Linked DNA regions of Mus musculus: all the other regions are linked to region 2. The links are chromatin contacts, called in public HiCAR-type and promoter capture Hi-C maps. All regions are on one chromosome and are shown on one strand. Each heading gives the region's core, a stretch centred on a gene start, on an enhancer-like site or on the middle of the called end of the contact. The rest is flanking DNA. Distances are from core to core; before and after follow the strand shown.

Evidence for each region. Promoter capture Hi-C pulls out the DNA fragments that hold promoters and counts their contacts. HiCAR-type assays count read pairs that join an accessible place to other places.
Region 1: a HiCAR-type map of embryonic stem cells shows a contact between it and region 2, with 2.4 times the contacts expected there. The contact joins the enhancer-like site here to the promoter of 1110019D14Rik in region 2. A contact is called at or near these places in 4 of 39 promoter capture datasets (the 3T3-L1 cell line, the C10 cell line and hippocampal neurons), 1 of 15 datasets of contacts at CTCF or cohesin (the NIH/3T3 cell line), 3 of 115 datasets of contacts at active chromatin or transcription factors (bone marrow-derived macrophages and embryonic stem cells) and 3 of 9 other capture datasets (adipose tissue, liver and pancreatic islet).
Region 3: a promoter capture Hi-C map of hippocampal neurons shows a contact between it and region 2, with 2.0 times the contacts expected there. The contact joins the enhancer-like site here to the promoter of 1110019D14Rik in region 2. A contact is called at or near these places in 1 of 39 promoter capture datasets (hippocampal neurons), 1 of 484 Hi-C or Micro-C datasets (the G1E-ER4 cell line), 2 of 115 datasets of contacts at active chromatin or transcription factors (bone marrow-derived macrophages and embryonic forebrain) and 1 of 9 other capture datasets (pancreatic islet).

Annotation. Positions count from the first base shown.
Region 1 is chr6:13,746,744-13,749,758 of GRCm38.p6, forward strand. No RefSeq gene overlaps it. Among named protein-coding and RNA genes, the nearest start is that of Bmt2, 70 kb to the left of the region's middle. Within about 2 kb of position 1,343, at least 27 of the 459 cell types and tissues checked have an H3K27ac peak or open chromatin away from gene starts, as enhancers often do. A contact at or near this core is called in adipose tissue and embryonic stem cells, where this site is marked.
Region 2 is chr6:13,869,978-13,873,006 of GRCm38.p6, forward strand. It overlaps 1110019D14Rik (RIKEN cDNA 1110019D14 gene), which reads left to right and starts at 1,592. Exons shown (of 3, transcript NR_045995.1): 1 at 1,592-1,650. 2610001J05Rik (RIKEN cDNA 2610001J05 gene) reads right to left here and starts at 1,541. Exons shown (of 3, transcript NM_001352887.1): 1 at 1,462-1,541; 2 at 1,079-1,169; 3 at 1-763. The coding sequence starts at 734. The coding sequence ends at 555.
Region 3 is chr6:13,973,907-13,976,633 of GRCm38.p6, forward strand. No RefSeq gene overlaps it. Among named protein-coding and RNA genes, the nearest start is that of Gm38767, 43 kb to the right of the region's middle. Within about 2 kb of position 1,460, at least 12 of the 459 cell types and tissues checked have an H3K27ac peak or open chromatin away from gene starts, as enhancers often do. A contact at or near this core is called in hippocampal neurons, where this site is marked.

The sequences.
Region 1 (3,015 bases), core at 93-2,592, 120 kb before region 2:
TGGCCCCTCCCACAACCCGAAAGATCACACGAAGCTCTGCTAGTTTGCTTCTGTCTCTCCATATGGGAAAATATAAGTAACTGGATAATCTTCAATCAGAAGAAAGCATAAATCCCCAAAGAATAAGTCATCAGAAGACATATAAAGATGCTCAATATGTTCTAAATGGGAATGCAGATATGAAAATACATAGTCAATTTCTTTTTTAGCTGTGTGTAATAGGGTGGAATTAAGCAAAAGCAAACTGGAAAGCAAAAGATCCCAGAGAACATTTTGATGACAAATGGAAATATCTTATTGCATAGCAAGGGCCCTGGAACAGAGCAGAATATGAAACGAAACTAAGAATACTCAGCAAAGCTTCCCAAGGGTACAGCTCTTCCAACGAGAGATTGTTCCCTGGGCTTCCTGGCACATCACACACTGCTATTTTTGCAGGAGTTTTGTGAAATGTCATTAATTTTTAAAAATTTTTATTTATTTTTTACTTTGACAATCTGTTTCTTGGACATCATACTTCTCTTGGGAGATGATACATGATAAGTGGACAGAGCATGTTGGCACATTCGCCCTTAATGTTAATCCCCCACTAGAAATTGGGCTTATTTTTTCCCCAGGCTTTTGGCTCCGGATACTGTCTTTGCAGCCATAGAAAATAATGGCATGTTTCACAGACAGTTGCAAAAGTAAACTTCCTCCAATAACATTCTAGAAACTGGATTACTAAATTAAAAAAAAATGTAATCTAATAAAAGGCATGGTCCAGAAAGACATTTGTTAAATGCATTCATTAATAAAACCACATTTTCCTCACCCCAGAGACCTCATAAATGGTGGTATGGTCTCCATCTAGCCCGCCAAAGTTATTTAATTCGCAATGCAGTTGAAATGGAATGTTCTCTAAATCAGATACATTATGGGGTAAGAGGGCCTTCAGGGAGACTGAGTTTGGAGGCACCAAGAGGAATAGCCTGGGAATCTGATTGCTACTATATAAATTGTTTTGTAGACAATTGAATTTCAAATCTGGACTCAGGATGGCCAGACCTTAACTACAATGTGTTCTGGGAAACTGAGGGATTGGGAAAGAAAAAATGGAGGACTTAGAGGAGGCATTTTAGTAACAAGAAGAGCTTACACACATTTTTTTTTTTTAATCAGCCTGAGGGTGAAGAGGTTCTTTTCTGTCAGCGCTGGGAAGTCACCAGGAGGGCTTCTCACTCTTCCGCCAAGCTCTCCTAGAAATTGCTGCTTTATTTTAGGCCCACAATCCTCTGCAGAGCTCCTGCAGTTCTGTATGTGGTACACCCATCGCACAGAGTGTGCTTTGTTCCTTATCTTTTCAAGGAGCTTAGAGAGAGAGAGAGCGCGTGCAGATTTGGAAGATACATTGTTGCCCTCGGGAAGGCAGTCAGAGCCGCTGATAGCGCTGGAAAATAGAGATGGTGTCCACCAAAGCTGGGGGTGGGCACCCACAGGCTACTCTCCTTAACAACTCTATGGGAACTGGGGCGTTGAGTTCAAATGCAAATACTCTTCCAGACTAGTGCTATTGTTCTGAGCAGTAAACTGCCTTTGTTATCTACCTTTATACACTAGAGCTTGGCAGGCTAACTTAACATGCATTAGCTTATTGCTTTTTTTATTAAAATAAAGGCATCCTATTTTGATTCTGATTGAGATCTAGGCTTATTTTAAATGTAACACCTATTTCTTATGGACAATAGTTTGTTCACTTAAATCCTAAATCATCTGGCATAAGTAACTGGGTGGTTTTCACATATTTTTTTATTTATTTATTTATTTATTGAAAAGAAAGCCAGTAAGATCCAAAAAAAATTTGGTTGGGGAAAATAAAAGACCTTATTTATTTATTTATTTATTTATTTATTGAAAAGAAAGCCAGTAAGATCCAAAAAAAATTTTTGGTTGGGGAAAATAAAAGACCTTAACAACCACAATTAAAAACCAAGTAAAATAGAGGATTGTTCTGAACTGACATGTCTTCAGAAAACTACAAATGGCTAACAAACATAGGTAAGAAGAGTCTGCTGTTTCTAGCTACTAACGAAATATGCATTAGCCCCTCCCCAGTTAGAATGGCTATTAGCAACAAAGGCTAGGGAGGAGATTAACTAGTGTAAATTAGTCCAGGCCTGGGGAACAGTTTGGAGGCTCTTCAAAAGTTAAAAATAGATCTGCCTAATTTGATGTAGTTATCAAACTTATAAATAAAGATCCAGGGGAAATGGCGCCAGCATAGCAATAAGAAAGCTGCTCTCCTGCCTTTATTCTGTCACCAGTCCTGATAAATAATAAATGACATCTAACTAGATCCTCTGTTAGAATTCTGTCTAAGCCCCCGTGTGCCTGACTCACTATAAAAGGAGTTGCTTGCCCACTCCTTGCTCTCTTGCTCCTCCCTTGTCCTTGCTCTTCCCTTCCTGTTCCTGCCTTTCCCCATTCCCTTACCCCCTCTGTCTACCTGCTCATGGCCGGCCTCTACTCCTTTATTTCTCCTCTCTCTCTCTCTCTCTCTCTCTCTCTCTCTCTCTCTCTCTCTCTCTCTCCCTCCTTCCCTCCCTCCCTCCCTCTCTCTCTGCCTCTCTCTGCCTCTACTACCCTCTTAACTCCCCTCTCCATGATCTTAATAAACTCTATTCTATACTACCCGCCATATGGCTGGTCCCTCAGGGGGAAGGCTGCGGTTAGCGTTCTGTCTAAACTCCACCCCACAGTTACCTGGCAACAGCCAGGTGTGCTCCTCCCTACAAATTACCTGGCATCAGTCAGGTAGGCCTGGCCCACTATAAAAGGGACTGCTTGTCCCCCTCCTCTTTCTCTTGCTTTCTTACTCTTTCTTCCCTCTTGATCCTCTCTTGCCCTCGTGGGCTCTTCCCTTCCTGCCTCCTTTCCCCATTCCCTTCCCCCTCTCTCCATGTGATCCTGGCCAGCTTCTACTTCTCTACTCTCTCCCTCTCTCTACCTCTCTCTGCCTCTACTACCCTTTTAACT
Region 2 (3,029 bases), core at 342-2,841:
TCAACTTGCGAGATAAAAACAGAAGCATTAAAAAAAAAGAAAACCAGTAACAACAATAAAACAAATCCAAAACCCACCCCAACCGGTTCTCTGAGAGAGTGAGAGTGAGAGTGAGAGAGAGAGATCCCCAGAATGCAAGAGGCAGTGATTATAACAATATAGATTTACTAGATTCTGAACAAATACTTCCATCTTCCAATTCCATGTGCTCTGACAACTTGAAAGTATGAAATAATACTTTTGCAAACTTAAGCCCTCTCACTTTGGCCCCTTCCCAAGCAGCAAATACAAGTTATGGGCCACATTATTAGTGCACTCTTTGTTGTTAAGAGCCGCCCTCCACTCCCATCTGCCCTCCACTCCCATCTGCCCCCATTGTAGAAGAAACAAGTATGAACGTGAAAGCATCTCTTAACTGAGAGTGTTAACTCTCAGCTAACTGTAACCCTCTTGCTGAGAACGGGAGAGATCAAATCTTGGGGTCGGCCTCAACAGAACAATGGTTTTCAGCACACTGGTCAGGGTGCAGTCTAATTCAGAAGAGTCCTTCAGAGTCACATCTGTCCATTTCGCTTTCTTGCGTATATCCCCAAGCAAGCACAGATGCCGGTAATGCTGAGAACCACACCTAATAAGAGTGCAATCGCGTCTCCAGCTTCCACTGCTTCAACAACAGGCAGGATCAAAAGCAGCGAAGCGAGGACTAAGATCAATTGCGTTGAAACTGAATTCATGATGCTAGGATCTGGAGGGCTGAACTTGCCTAGAAGTTAAACACCGAACAAAAGAAACTGTTAAAAAAAAAAGCCTTATTTTTTTTTTTTTGAATGACAATATTAATATAAAACAATCTTTTAGACTGGAATTTGTGAATCATTTCAGATGTCAGTTTAAGATGACAAAACTAAAGACAGTCATTTTAGGTTATCATTAGAAAAGAGAGGGAAAAATGCATAAGATACTTGCCAAATAAAATACCCTAACAGGTAAAAGTCACATTTTATTAGCATGTCTCTTATCTAGAAAATTCAACACAACACGTGACTCTGTGAAGTTGTAAGGAATTAATAAGACTTACCGAAACAAGGGTATAAGTAATTCTACCCAACGTGAAATATTCTCTTTGGAACTTCCGGATGCTGAGGCTAAGAGGTTACTCGTGACACAGCCTATTTTAAAGAGGAAGCTAGAGTCAGTGAGAAACGAACAGCAAGGACAGAAATTGGTAACGAGTACAGAAAACACTCCCTAACAGTTCCTTCAAAAAGAGACTACTAGATTTAAAGTTAGTTCTCACACACAGATTGCTAAATGAAACCAAGCCGAGAAGCAAATTCATCCCAAGATCTAACATAAAGATCTGGAATTCCTTCGCCCTGGGAGGGTGCAAATTTGTTGGGTTGTGCAAGTACACTAGGAGAATCAATCCTGGAATCCCCGGGAGCGGAGTTTGTACCTTACCGGACCGAAAGCAGCCATTACAGGAATGGAGAGCAGGGCGGTGTCGCCAGACTACATTTCCCACAAGCCCTGCTGCCTACTCCCGTCATGCACAGCGCGCTCTGGGATCCCTGACTGAGGGATAGACCACAGGCTGCTTGTTGTTCGGGTTTCACAAGTTTGCCCTCTGGTTTTACTGTTAAAGAGAGGGTGAGTGTTCAAGAAAAGGTTTAGTGAATTCGTAGGACTAACGAAACAACAATACGTGTTTTCTGCCCTGTAAAGGAATTCTAGCCGCATGAATATGTCTTGTTAGTACTCTGAAATAAGGAAGTAACCGTGGGAGAGGGTAGCTGAGGGAAGCCATCTGTTTGGGAATGTTTCAAACCTGGGGCCTTCCAACATTTCTGCAGCAGAAAATCCCCGTTATCATTTTCCAAATGTGCCTAATGACATTTGCTAATTTTTTAAAACTAACGGGGAAAATAAGCACATTTAATCAGAAAGTTTGGAAAATATTGAATCATTTGTGGTGCAAATCAGGTTTAGAAAATATGGTTTCAGCCCTATACACAGATCTTTTCCGATTCGAATTCTTGTCTTTTTCAGAATGTTCACTCTCCACAGCCTCCCAATATTTTAAGATGCCAAGTTTAGTACTCAAAACCATTATAAGTATTATTCACATGCATCTGTAAGCATTAACTTTGAAAAGTTCTTGAAGTCTTGTTACCTGGGATATCCATACTAAATGTTCCTTCTGGCCCGAGCACTTTCATACTTACTGACAATTTGTCATCTTCTCATTGTAAGTTACTCACGGTGCTGAGTTAGAGGTGCCCGGACTTGTCCTGATAAAAATCATGCGAATACTGTGGGCACACTCAGTTGAGTGTCTATAATCAGCTTGTATTCTTGTGTTGTTGGTTCTCCTTTTAAACACAGTTGTATCTCTCTGACGGTAATGATTTATACTTCTGCTTCCCAAAAGACGTTTGGCAGGAACTTCAGCGACATTAGCTAGGAACAATAATTTGATGAAATAAATGTGCCAAGATTTTACAGGAGCTTCACAGAGGTGGTGAACACATTAAAGCAAGTTGTGTCTGATAGATTGACAGTGTTGTTTTTCTAAAGTTAATTATTTTAACAAATTCACTCTAATTGCACTTGTCTTATGTTGCTTTTGGCTTTGTATCTTTCCTATCAATTAGTTTTGGAATAGGACCTCTTGCTTTTATGACTTCCAAAATATCCTCCTACATTCCAGTGTTTTCATTTGGGAGGTTTTATTTTTCCTTATGTATTTGTTTCAGCTAGTGGAAGTCTGCAGACTAAAGTTAGTGCTTGTACACTTTTCTGTTCCTGAGTCTGTAAAGTGTCTTGCTTAAGCTTTAAGTTTGCAGAGTCTATGCATGGTAAAAATGTTCATCTTTTCAATTATTGTAGTTAGAAATTAACTAATGACTTGGTCTATCTGTAAAACCGTGGTACAAATTGGTGTAGGGATATTTTGGGCTCAAATATAGTTTTAAACTGAAATCTGTTGCATTTTGCTAATTAGGTTCTCTCCGTATTGGAAATCCAAG
Region 3 (2,727 bases), core at 210-2,709, 100 kb after region 2:
GATAGGGGGTTTCCAGAGAGGAAACTGGGAAAGGGGATAACACTTGAAATGTAAATAAATAAAATATTCAATAATGAAAAAAAAAAAAGAGTTGGAGCATCCTATGTCTTTGAAACCTTGAGTTTCCATAGAAACAATTGTTGATAAATTTATAACATGCTTATCAAATTTTATAACATGTTTATCAATTTATAACAGTTATCGAAACTAAGAAGAGGATTGAGAGCTCTATAACCTTGTAAAGAAGGGAAAACTAAGGCTCTGGTAAAGATGAAGAGAAAATCACCTAGAGGAGGCTGAAAATGAAATGTGCTCAAATTAGAAGAAAATTACAAGATAAAATTAGAAAATGAGGGAAATGTACCTTTAAAGCGTTTTAACAACACACGGCAATAATAACATATTTACTGGCATTTTAGTGTAAAAACCCCTAGTTAATATGAAATTTTAAAATGCTAAACCATGAAGGAAAGATATGACTCATAAAATTAAAAGCTAAGAGGAGGATAAAGAGGAAAAGGACTAGTTTTATAGATGAATGAATATAGGTACATTGTGACTTCTAACAAGACTGCGGGTCCTGACTGCGTCCAGAGTATCTGTCTGTTGATTTCTTGTGCAAAAACATGGGGTCTTCAAAAAGCTGTTAGTACTGCTCTCTGGATTCTCTCAGCAGATCCTGCCTTCTCTGGTATATTGGAGGGAAGGGATATGATGCTGCAGTCATTTTGGTGCTAATCTGGTAGGGCCCCACAAAAGCTGGAAGATATACCCAAATTATCTCCATCTGTATGTAAATGTAATGCATTCATAATGAGAGCTAAACCCCAAATGTCTTCCACTTTTACCCAGCTTTATCGATTGCATGCCATATAATAAAAGGAGATTTATAAACAGCACAGAAAGTCAAAGAGCATATTTGCACTATAGGAAGACTCCCTGAAGCATTTACACAACTGCCTTCCTGTGATTCGCATTTGACAAACACGATCTTCAGCAGATTTACATAGCATCTCCTGAGTGTGCTGTTGCACTGCATTTATTAACTGCCTTATAGACACTCTTTAACATCTCCCCGGCTTTGCTTAATTTCAAAATATTAAAAAGTAAGCCCCTGACACGCTGACAGCAGTATCAATAATAATGAAGTATGTTTCTTGGCTTCTTCCGAAGAGCTTAGGTAACTTTTACTATCTGCCAAAGATTTGCCAGAAAATGCAGTTTTTAGTAGTCTCATCGGGCTTTCACGAGGAATCTGTTTTCCTAGAGCTACAGAGAGAACTCTCTTATCAACGGGGAAAAAGTGGCCTATTTGATATTACGGAGCAGATTCCTGGCAAAAGACTGCAGTGGGGAACTGTGGGCAGGATTCCCTGGGAGAGCCTGGCAAGTGAGTCCCTCACAGAGCCGCAAAGGAGGCAGGATGTGCAGTGGGGAGGGAGAGGGTCGCAGTGTGCATACAGTTGGGTACACAGCAGACTCCACCGATCCTGCAGGAACTCTAACCCTAGAGGCCCTACGGAGATCCCAGTGAAGACAGATTCTTTTTTTAATACCCTATTCAAGCAACCTGACTCAGCTGCCTATGGAGGCTTCCAAGCAAGCATTACACAGCTACAGAAAGTATCCAGAGACAGGTTTCCCAATAACTGATTACTTTGAAAGGGTGTATTTTTTTTCCTCCCTACAAAGACACATTTTATGTTTAGTGTGGTTGGACGTTAGAAATCTAAGTTATGCATTTCATGTTCCGTTCTGGTTTAGCTCAATTACGGTGAAACAACATTTCACCTGGAAAGCATCAGTTTCTCTATCTAGTGATATTTTTGAAACTGAGTTGATATATCAGCAGGAAGGTTCTATTTTTTTTTTCTAACTTCTTGGCATCAGTCTCTGTACACAGTGAGAGAATAACAAGGCTATCTTTGGATTCACTGTGGTTCTATAATCTTGTTTGAGGTGCTTCTTTTTGTTATGAACAACCACAAGAGAAAAAACACACGGAAAATCTCTTGAGATACTTAAAAACTACTTAGGTCTTTGTCTATAAATATTAAATACCTTTTTATTCCATATGTTTAAGTATACAAATGTAAATGTTAAGAGGATAAGATAAGGAACCTTGTACCAGATCAACATTTAGAATACAAATTTGTTTCTGATGAGCATGAGCAGAGCACACTTTTAATACCAGCCCTCCGGGTGCAGGTGGACCTCTGTGAGTTTGAGGCCAGCCTGGTTTATGTAGCAATCTCTACGCTGGCAAGAATTGCACAGGCAGACCCTGTGACAAAACAACAAGGAAACAAAAATAAAAACCATTTACTTTGCACATTTCAGAATGTTTAGATTGACTGCAGTTTAGAAGAAAAATTTTACTTTGTTGTAATACGAATTTAGGAATTTCCCCCACCCCTGTTTTTCAATTACTTCTAAGAATAAAGTACGCTGCTAGGCCAGGGACTATGAGTCTCTTCTCAAAGATTTCATAGCACAGTGGCTGCAATGGGTGAGAGAAATTCATAATATGAAAAACTAAGATTTCTTTTACATATATCTCTACATTATTGTTGATGGAAGAATTTTTAAAAATTGACTTTAAGAAAAGGACAGTATATTTTTATTGATTCTTAAAATTTTCCTGTTAACTAGTAAAAAAGTAAGTTGGAGACATTTAGGTTTGTGAGGTGGGACTGACAATATCCAACTTTGGTGGCATTAGTTCAG